Linked DNA regions of Mus musculus: all the other regions are linked to region 3. A link is a contact called in public promoter capture Hi-C and targeted proximity ligation data. All regions are on one chromosome and are shown on one strand. The core of a region is the stretch at or near the end of the contact, and the rest is flanking DNA. Distances in the headings are between cores, read along the strand shown. Region 1 overlaps Tatdn1 (TatD DNase domain containing 1). Region 2 has its middle 17 kb from the start of Gm41329. Region 3 holds the start of Wdyhv1 (WDYHV motif containing 1).

Evidence for each region. Promoter capture Hi-C pulls out the DNA fragments that hold promoters and counts their contacts.
Region 1: a contact with region 3 is called in a promoter capture Hi-C map of hippocampal neurons, with 4 times the contacts expected there. A contact is called at or near these places in 10 of 39 promoter capture datasets (the 3T3-L1 cell line, the C10 cell line, the HPC-7 cell line and 7 more), 3 of 484 Hi-C or Micro-C datasets (the Ba/F3 cell line, the G1E-ER4 cell line and LSK cells), 5 of 130 datasets of targeted methods (the 230-238 cell line, craniofacial prominence, effector CD8 T cells and 2 more) and 3 of 9 other capture datasets (adipose tissue, liver and macrophages).
Region 2: a contact with region 3 is called in a targeted proximity ligation map of pancreatic cancer cells. A contact is called at or near these places in 6 of 39 promoter capture datasets (the 3T3-L1 cell line, 3T3-L1-derived adipocytes, hippocampal neurons and 1 more) and 3 of 130 datasets of targeted methods (embryonic stem cells, large pre-B cells and pancreatic cancer cells).

What each region holds. Positions count from the first base shown.
Region 1 is chr15:58,913,451-58,916,150 of GRCm38.p6, reverse strand. All of the region lies in intron 8 of Tatdn1 (TatD DNase domain containing 1), which reads left to right. Among named protein-coding and RNA genes, the nearest start is that of Gm36559, 18 kb to the left of the region's middle.
Region 2 is chr15:58,775,811-58,778,881 of GRCm38.p6, reverse strand. No RefSeq gene overlaps it. Among named protein-coding and RNA genes, the nearest start is that of Gm41329, 17 kb to the right of the region's middle.
Region 3 is chr15:58,139,755-58,142,616 of GRCm38.p6, reverse strand. Wdyhv1 (WDYHV motif containing 1) reads right to left here and starts at 1,251. Exons shown (of 6, transcript NM_029734.2): 1 at 1,036-1,251. The coding sequence starts at 1,124.

The DNA.
Region 1 (2,700 bases), core at 176-2,675, 770 kb before region 3:
TAAGTGTACGATAATTGTTTAAATATGGGCTATACAAAAATGTCTTTGCTATTAGGTCAGCTTCAGGTAATTCAGATAGCAAAAGTAAAGTTATCAAGTTTCTCAGTTGAAGGGCGTGTAAATTGCTCTAAGATTTATGGGCATGATGGTGTACAAACAAGTAATACTTTTAGTTACATTTATTTTGCTTAAAGTACAAGAATGAGTACTGAATTCTACTTAGGAGAAACAAATGTGAATCGTCTTTTCCCACTGTGCAGTAAGCCTGAGAGCTGGCCTTTGCTGTTCTCTAATCAAATCGATTTTCACGATGTCTTAGACTATTCCATTGTTTCTTTCAGGTTTTCTTTTCTTTTCTTTCTTTCTTTCTTTCTTTCTTTCTTTCTTTCTTTCCTTTCTTTCTCCCTTTCTTTCTTTCTTTCTTTCTTTCTCTTTCTCTCTCTCTTTTCTTTCCTTTTTTTTGTTTTATTTGTTTTTTTGAGACAGAGTTTCTCTCTCTGTGCAGCCCGTTTGTTTGTTTGTTTGTTTGTTTTGAGTCAGGGTTTCTCTGTATAGCCCTGGCTGTCCTGGGAACTCACTCTGTAGACCAGGCTGGCTTCAAACTCAGAAATCCGCCTACCTCTGCCTCCCAATTGCTGGGATTAAAGGTGTGTGCCACCACTGCCAGACCAAGTTTCCTTTCCTAATTTGCTAGCTGGTAGTCGTTCTCTTCCCTCTAATGATGGCTCATCTTCCGTGATATATTTTCCTCTTAAATGTTTCTTGTGTGGTCCTTTTAGTCCTTCCTCCTGAGACATTTCCAATATATATTCTCTACTCTCACTGCACTGTGACAGCCATGGTAGTGACTTCTAGTCAGTTGGATCATGAACTTGAGTAGATAATCTGTGTTTTAAAAATGCTCACGTACACAAAATTTCATATACAATTTCAGGAGAGGTTCAGTGACCATCCTTTGGGAGTAAAGATTGTTATTTAGGTCACAGTTCCATGTATCAGTGGAAGAACGTTAATCTAACCCTAAATTTTTGCTGTAATACATTTCTTTGCTTGGATACTTTATGACATATATTCCTTTTTGGAATGTTGTGGAATACATGTGTGTTTTTAATATGTTTAGTGTGTGTGTGTACATGTACACATATGTGCCATGGTATTCGTGTGGAGGTCAGAATAACTGCAGAGTTGGTCACGGGACTGACCAGGCTTAGCATCTTCACCCAGTCAATCATCTCGCTGACTGTTGCCGTCTGTTTTTTACGCTTAGCTCTGCTTGGTGCTACATCCCACTAGTGATAGGGCTGTGCTCTGTACTGCTGTCATGTTCATGCTACTGTGCACATCTCCTCTGGAGTTTACTGACTGTAATTTTCCCTTTAGCAGCTATACTTAGGAATTGAGAAAGGCTTTAATTAATGACCTGGGCATTACTGACAGCATGGGTTTTAGCTAACGTCCTGGGCATTACTGACGGCATGGGTTGTCATTCTGGACTCCACTGCTCACTCCTCTTTATTTCTAAGTAAGTCTTTACTTGGATGAGTCTATCATTTCAAAAAGTTAATACCAGGAACAGCAAAAGCAACCAAAATATTTGGCTTTAATAAGTTGCTAAATAAAGTACTATATATAGTTCTCTGAATTAGTTTATAAGAGATCACACTTTAAATTACCTTCATATTAGTGAAGGGATTTTTCATTGTTGTTGTTCACTGGAAATGTTAAGGGCTTAGCACCTTTACCTAGTGGGTCACCCTGCCAGTTGCTGACCCATGTGTATTTTCCAAGGAATTCTTCTGCTTGGTGTTACAAATCTTGCTAGCAGCTGTATAACATAGTTATCCATGGACAGTGATGTGAATTCATTGCTAAATAAGCCCTACTGTTAGTTACTGGTTTTGATTACACACATTACCTAGAGCAGGAGAAAATACGGTCTCAGTCCTTTCTGCCTGTTTAACTGATGTGAATGGTGTGACAATTGCTTTTTTTAAAATTTCTTTTACTTTTATTGTTTCTTGTATATAAGTTCTCCCCACCATCTCTGTCTCCCTGTCTCTGCCCTCCCCACCCCCCCCTTTCACACACTAAGGCCAGAAGCAGGCGTCCAATTGCCTGGAGGTGCTCAGTGTGGGTGCTGGGAACTGAACTCCTCTGCAAAAGCAGCAAGCACTCTTAACTGCTGAGTCATCCCTCAAGGCCGCAGCTGGCAGTTTAAAAGCAATGTTCTCACCACTCTAGCTGATTAATCATTTCTAAAAGAAAAGGTGTCCTCTAAAAGAGAAGTGCAGTGGGATTTTCAGAACTCTGCAGGGAAGGTGATGTAGAGATACACCTAGCTGCAGAGCAGATAACTTCTTGCTTTGTGTCACCAGAAATAATGACAGATTGTGATTTTCAAGTCTGGCTTGAAAGAAAAACATTGTAGGTGCTACTACATTAAAGACCTGTGAAACAACACACACATACACACATGTACATATACATGTATGTATGTATATATATATATATATATATATATATGTATATATGTGTGTGTGTGTGTATATATATATATATATATAAATCTGGTTTTGCTTAGAAAGCAGACCAGTGCTATTATAATAAAACTGTATATATATATCCCAGCAGACCGATGCTAGTATAATAAAATTGTATGTATATATCCCAGCAGACCGATGCTATTATAATAAAATTGTA
Region 2 (3,071 bases), core at 77-2,576, 640 kb before region 3:
CACCTCCAATTTGAGAACTGTGGTTTGAACCATCCTGATTACATTAGCTCCAGGTACAGATATTGAAATCCCAGGATAACAATACCAGAAACGAGGCAGAAACTTGTGTCCTGTATAATAACATTATCACAGCATGTTGTTCAGACCTGGTAAAGGGGTTACACTTCAGAAAATGGTTAGAGACCTAGAGTCCTGTTGTTTCAAGTATAAATTTTATACTTAAAAGTCAATGCATGGTCTAAAATGGTTGGTTGAGTCCCATCAGTTATATCCACATCCTGCACAGGAAGAAGGAATTAAAAAAAGGTAAATGGCTCAAAGTGACTTAAATCACTATGTGACACGTCTCTCAAATTTCTACCTAGAAGCTTACAGTTGTCTCCATTCTGAGTGACCAAGTCTGTAGCAAGAAATGAGAAGGATGTCTGAGGAGGCAGCTGTCTCTCACAATCTGTCACTTTGGCTACCACATATTCATACCTCACCTGTCCCCTCAGTGTGAAGATACCCATCTGGGAGAAGGCTCAAGTTCCTGAGCAGTGACTGTTGATCAAGAACAGCAGCATCCTGTCCTGTCTTTAAGTGACACTTTGGTATCAGATAACCTATACATGGAAAACACCTGATCCAACACACGTAGCATGTGCCAACCATTTCCATTCAGGCAGAGAAAGAGTTGGGATACAGTGGTCAGTAGTTCTTGCAATGATCATTACCCAGCAAAAATCCATCCTGGCCATCCAGCGGAAAATGTGGCTGAAGACTAGGGCTCACCTATTTGAAGAATTTGACAAAGGGAAGCCTAAGATGAGTGGGCATCCGTGAGCTGAGCTAGCTAGCTTCTGTAGCTGCCTTCAGCCTAGAGGCTGACATTCTACTTGGTGGGCGATTTGGCCTCTGTAGTTTTAAAAGCTCTCTACAAGAGTACAGAACCCAAGAGAGCTTTGGGTTCTCAAACTGTGGCTTTCCCTTGGAAACTCTGGGAAATGGGCCCTGTTTAGGATGGAAAGGAAAAAGCAGAAGGCTTCACAGAAAAGATTAGAACTGAGGAGCCAACAGAAGGAGGGGTCTGAAGGTGATCATCAGAAAATAGGATAAAGAGAAAAACCAAAGGTGCACCGAGGTGTATGCCCCCAAATGTTTCCGCATACACACTGAAGATGCTGGGTCCGAATCCCTGGAACTTGAGAGGCTGCTGTATAACGGGTTTGCATGCGGCATTAAGGATGTGGATAATTCAGTACCCAGTATAGGAAAAAGGGAGTGACTCCCAGCTCTGTTAATATCTTTGAGGATGGAGGAAAGAGGCCATGATCCAAGGAATTTGGACCACCTCCAGAGGCTGAGTCAGTAAGAAAACAGAGAATTTATATCCCCAGCTTCCTGCACGAGCAGGGAAATGGGCTCCCCTCTAGAAACTCCAGAAAGTGACAAAGCCCCTGGCACTTTGATTTTGTCTTTGTGAGACCCAGTGCTGAGAGATTAGCCAGGCCCACAAGACTTCTGACCTACAAGCCATGAGTTAATGCATTTGTGATCTGTGATACTTCATTATGGAAGAAGTAGTACTGATAGAGCACATACTTGAACTCCTTCATTTTCTGTTCTTCCCCCTAGCTAGTTATATTCTGCCAAATAATTCTTTGACACTGCTTGTGCCCCAATTGGTCCCTTGTGTTCTGTATACAGTTTAAGGCCAACTTGCAGATACCAGCCAGCCTGTTGCAGCATAAAACCCAGCAAACCAACAAGATCATACTGGCACATCTCAATTGCACTGTTTCCCAACTCAGTTTGGGAAGATGCATTTTCAACAACTCTTCTCTGTGTGTGTAATTCATCCTCCATCTTGAATCCAACAGCAGTTCATAGATTTTTGTGTGTGTGTAAAACCAGCTCTCTAGTTTCTTCTGGCTCATTGTTTCTTCTAGGTCTTTTCTTTCTGGATATTTACTGTCCTTGTCACGTATAAATAGCATTTAATTGTTTTCTATGTACAGCTTCTGTATAGGTTTTGTTTGCTCAAGCTGCTTATTTATGTAGTCATTTGCCTGTGTGGTCTTTTCTGTTTCTGACTTGGGTAGTCACCTGTCCGCCTGGTTGTGAGAGGTTGATTCTCCTATGCTGAGATGCTGTGCTTGGCTTAGGATTTTGCTGGAGATCATCAACACAGCGTGGGCAGTGCCTCTTCCTTCAGCTTTTGAGCAGGAGCGTCAAGAGTGGAAATTTTCATAGTTTCTTAAAAAAAAAAAATTGCCTTTTTTTTTTTTAATAGATGTTTCTTACCGGAGTAACAATTTCTGTCCTATCTGGTAGGATGTCTGTTTTTTAATCATAAATGTGTACTGGATTTTACAAACTGCTTTTTCTTCACCGAAGCAATCAACTGACTGTTTTGTTTTTTTTTTTTAAACTTCATTTCATTTTTGAGACAGGGTTTGCCTACTCTGTCCTTGAACTTGCTTCTGTCCCTGCTTCCTCCTGCCTGATGCTGGAATTATAGCCGTGTACCACCATGCTGGGGCCAAGATAGCTTCCTTTTCTCTTCTAAGACTTTGTTTCATGCCTCCCAGGGTGACCTGGAGTGAACTCCCTTTGTGACTGAGGCCAGCCTCGAATTCCTGACCCTCCAGGCTCCACCTTGTAAATGTGATGATTATAGGCACGCGTCCCTACCACACCTGGCCTAGAAAGCGCTTCAGCACCTGTAATCGCTCGTTCCCTTTACCCCTGTCGGGTCTACTCTTCAGTTTCGCAGGTCCCAAAGACAAGCAAAGTTAAGGGTGCAGGAGAAATGAAATTCCTTAACCTGGCAACTGCTTGGCTTTCCTGGTTACTGAAGTCTAGAAACTTCAAGAGAACGGCTCCAGCCCAGGCTGCTCTAAGAGCGTCTCCACAGGGACATTCCTTTCTGAGAGCCAAGGCATTTGTGCCCTCAAGTTTAACTGCATTAGCCCTCCTGTCTCTCTCCTTAAATCTAAAGAGATTACAATTCATAAAAGCCTTGAGGATTCAGGTTAGAAAATGAGGTTCTTTAGAGAAATTAACCAACCAGCTCAGAGAGGTTACTT
Region 3 (2,862 bases), core at 2-2,501:
TTGTAGTGTCAATAATTACCACAGAACCTGTCTCCAAGACATCGCTCTACCACCCCCTGTTCTCAATCTGTGGGTCATGGCGTTGAATATCAGATATTTACACTACGATTCTTAACAGTAGCAAAATTAGTTGTGAAATAGCAACGAAGTTTTTACAGCTGTGGGTCACCACAACAAGAAGATCTGTATTAAAGGGTCACAGCCCTGGAAGATTGAGAACCAGGGCAAGCACTTGGACTTGAGCTAAAGTGGTCACTGGTCAGTCACAGCTGAATGCTAAGTTCTTAGAGTCCTTGTTTGAGTGACCAGCTAGAGTTGAGAGGAGTCTATTTAAATGATCCTGAGGTTTCTCCTGAGTTGGGATAGCAGTCCCTACACAAAAGGAAGATGAGGCCTAGGGACAAAAAAGGCAAGGTGAACGGTGTTTGCACAAGCAGCCTAGGACACTAACCTCACAATCCCGGGGCCTTGTGTAAAACAGCAGCACACCCTTCAGTACCTCAGAGTTCTTCCAAGCTGCAATCACACCAGTACCTACCTCTTGGGATTACTGTGAGGTTCAACTGAGTTAATTTACACCATGCACGCAAAACAATGCCTAGCATATGGCAAGGATGGTGCAAATGCAACCATTATCATATGGCCAGTAAGGTAATGCCAGTAAGGTAATCAGGGTAGCCAGTTGCCTGAACTGGATTTCCTACTACCACAAATTCTGTGTCTCCATTGTCTTTAAAATTATAAAGACGTATACTTCAACCTGAATCAATGCAGACTTCAACAGTTACCATTGGGTCTCCAGCCTAACTCCCCTCCCTCCCTTGTCCCTATGCACTAAGACGCCCCGACTTCACCCCACTGCTCAGGCTCAGCTAAGGAGACCAGAAATGCGTTCCCCACCCTCCTCATCCCGGCGCTAAACCCGGGCAGTGTAGGCCAGCAGCAGCACTCAGGGGAGCATCCAGGAGAGGGGCGCATTGGTGGCGGCGCGCGAAACCGCGCAGATTCCCGGGGTCCGCGCCCGCGCTCTCTCACCAATAGCAGCTGTTGTAGACACATGCGTCCCGCGTAGGACAGACCGGCTGGTACTGCGGGGCCGTGGCGGCGGGGCCGTCCCCCTCCATGACCCGAAGCTGTGGCTCACAGGTCAACTAAACAACCCGCTGGCCGCAATTGTCGCCAGTCTCCCAGGAGGAGAGGACAACAGAGTAGGCGGCCAGGACAGTTTCCGGGTGGGAGAGCCGAGAGCCGGGTGGGCGGGGCCCCGTGCAGCGTGAGGGCGGAGCCCGGGATGACGAAGCCTGCGTGGTTCCGGGTGGGCGGGGCCTGAGAGAATGAGTGGGATCTGAGGGGGGTGGGGGTGGGGCGAGGCTGGTGGAGAGGGGGCTGGGAATGCGAATCTTAGGATGACTTGAACTGTGTAGTTCTTGCCAGGTTTTGCGTGGTGGGTGGAGCCTGTGGCAGAGCGGGATGCACTTAGAGGCTTCCCTCTCGCCCCGCCCCCCCCACCACCCGGACCCCAAACCGAACCTGTTCTTGAGCTACGCTGCGTAGACCTAGTCGCCCTCCCATGGAGGGATTGCTTGTGTTGTTGCCAGTGTTTAGATATGAGCTTCCGGATACACTTAAAACTCCAGCTAAGGTTGCCCGCTGTGTGAAACCAGAAGAAACTCTAAACTAAGAGATGCTTGGGCACGCACGAAAGCTGAACCTTTAGAGCAGGAACTGAGAAAGAAAGGCGAACGGGGGGGGGGGGGGGGGGTGTTAGTGCAGTGCACCCAGATCTCACCATATTGTAATTTAATTTCTTCTCATCTGGATCTCTCTCCCTCTCCGTGTGTGTGTGTGTATTTTAAAGAAAAAAAGTTTTAACCAGGTGTGGTGACAGACACCTAAAGTCCTTGCATGCAGGAGACTGAAGCAGGAGGATTGCTTCTAATGCAAGGTGATCCTAGACTACAAAAGAATTTTTCTTTTAAAAAAAAAAAGATTTAAAGAGTCTGGATAGCATTTTGTGTTAATCATATTTATTTTCAAAAGAGAAGACACCAAATTGCTAAAACAGTGTTTATGCATAGTGAATTAAAGACATAGAGAACTGTCTCTATAGACATCCCAGTCTCCTGTGTGTGCCTTAAGTGCTCAGAGAACCTCCCTGCAAACGCTGGACTTCTTAAGATTAGATTATAGGCCACCCACAGACTCTCAGCCTTCTGAGACCCCAACCCCATAAAGTGCTGTGCTGGTGGTATTCTGGTGAACTTCAGCTGCTGTCCAAAACCCATAAATCCTACAAACTAAACATGTGTTTGTGTCTGTTACCAATTTATTGTTTCAGCTTGAATACTCCCTTCAACAGAGGCTGGGAGGCAGGGAGTGGCAGTCATGAAGCCTCTCTTGGTTAGTACAAAGTGAGTGTGAAGTTAAGCTTTCTCAGTAGAAGGATGGAAAGAGATTGCAAGGGAAAGAGGATCCCTGCAGTTTCTAGAAGGGACCAGAGCTAGTTGTGTGATCATCCTGCCCTCCAGTGGAGTCAGCTCTGGACAGACACCAGAACTTGGGGAAGCCTGCTTGCAGTTGTGTGTGGACAGCAATGGCCTTCTGTCTTAATCAGGGTTTCTATTCCTGCACAAACATCATGACCGAGAAGCAAGGAAAAGCAAGTTGGGGAGGAAAGGGTTTATTCAGCTTACACTTTCACATTCCTGTTCATCACCAAAGGAAGTCAGGAAGCAGGAGCTGATGCAGAGGCCATGGAGGGATGTTACTTACTGGCTCGCTTCCCCTGCCTTGCTCAGCTTGCTTTCTTATAGAATCCAAGACTACCAGCCCAGGGATGGCATCACTCACAATGGGCCCTCT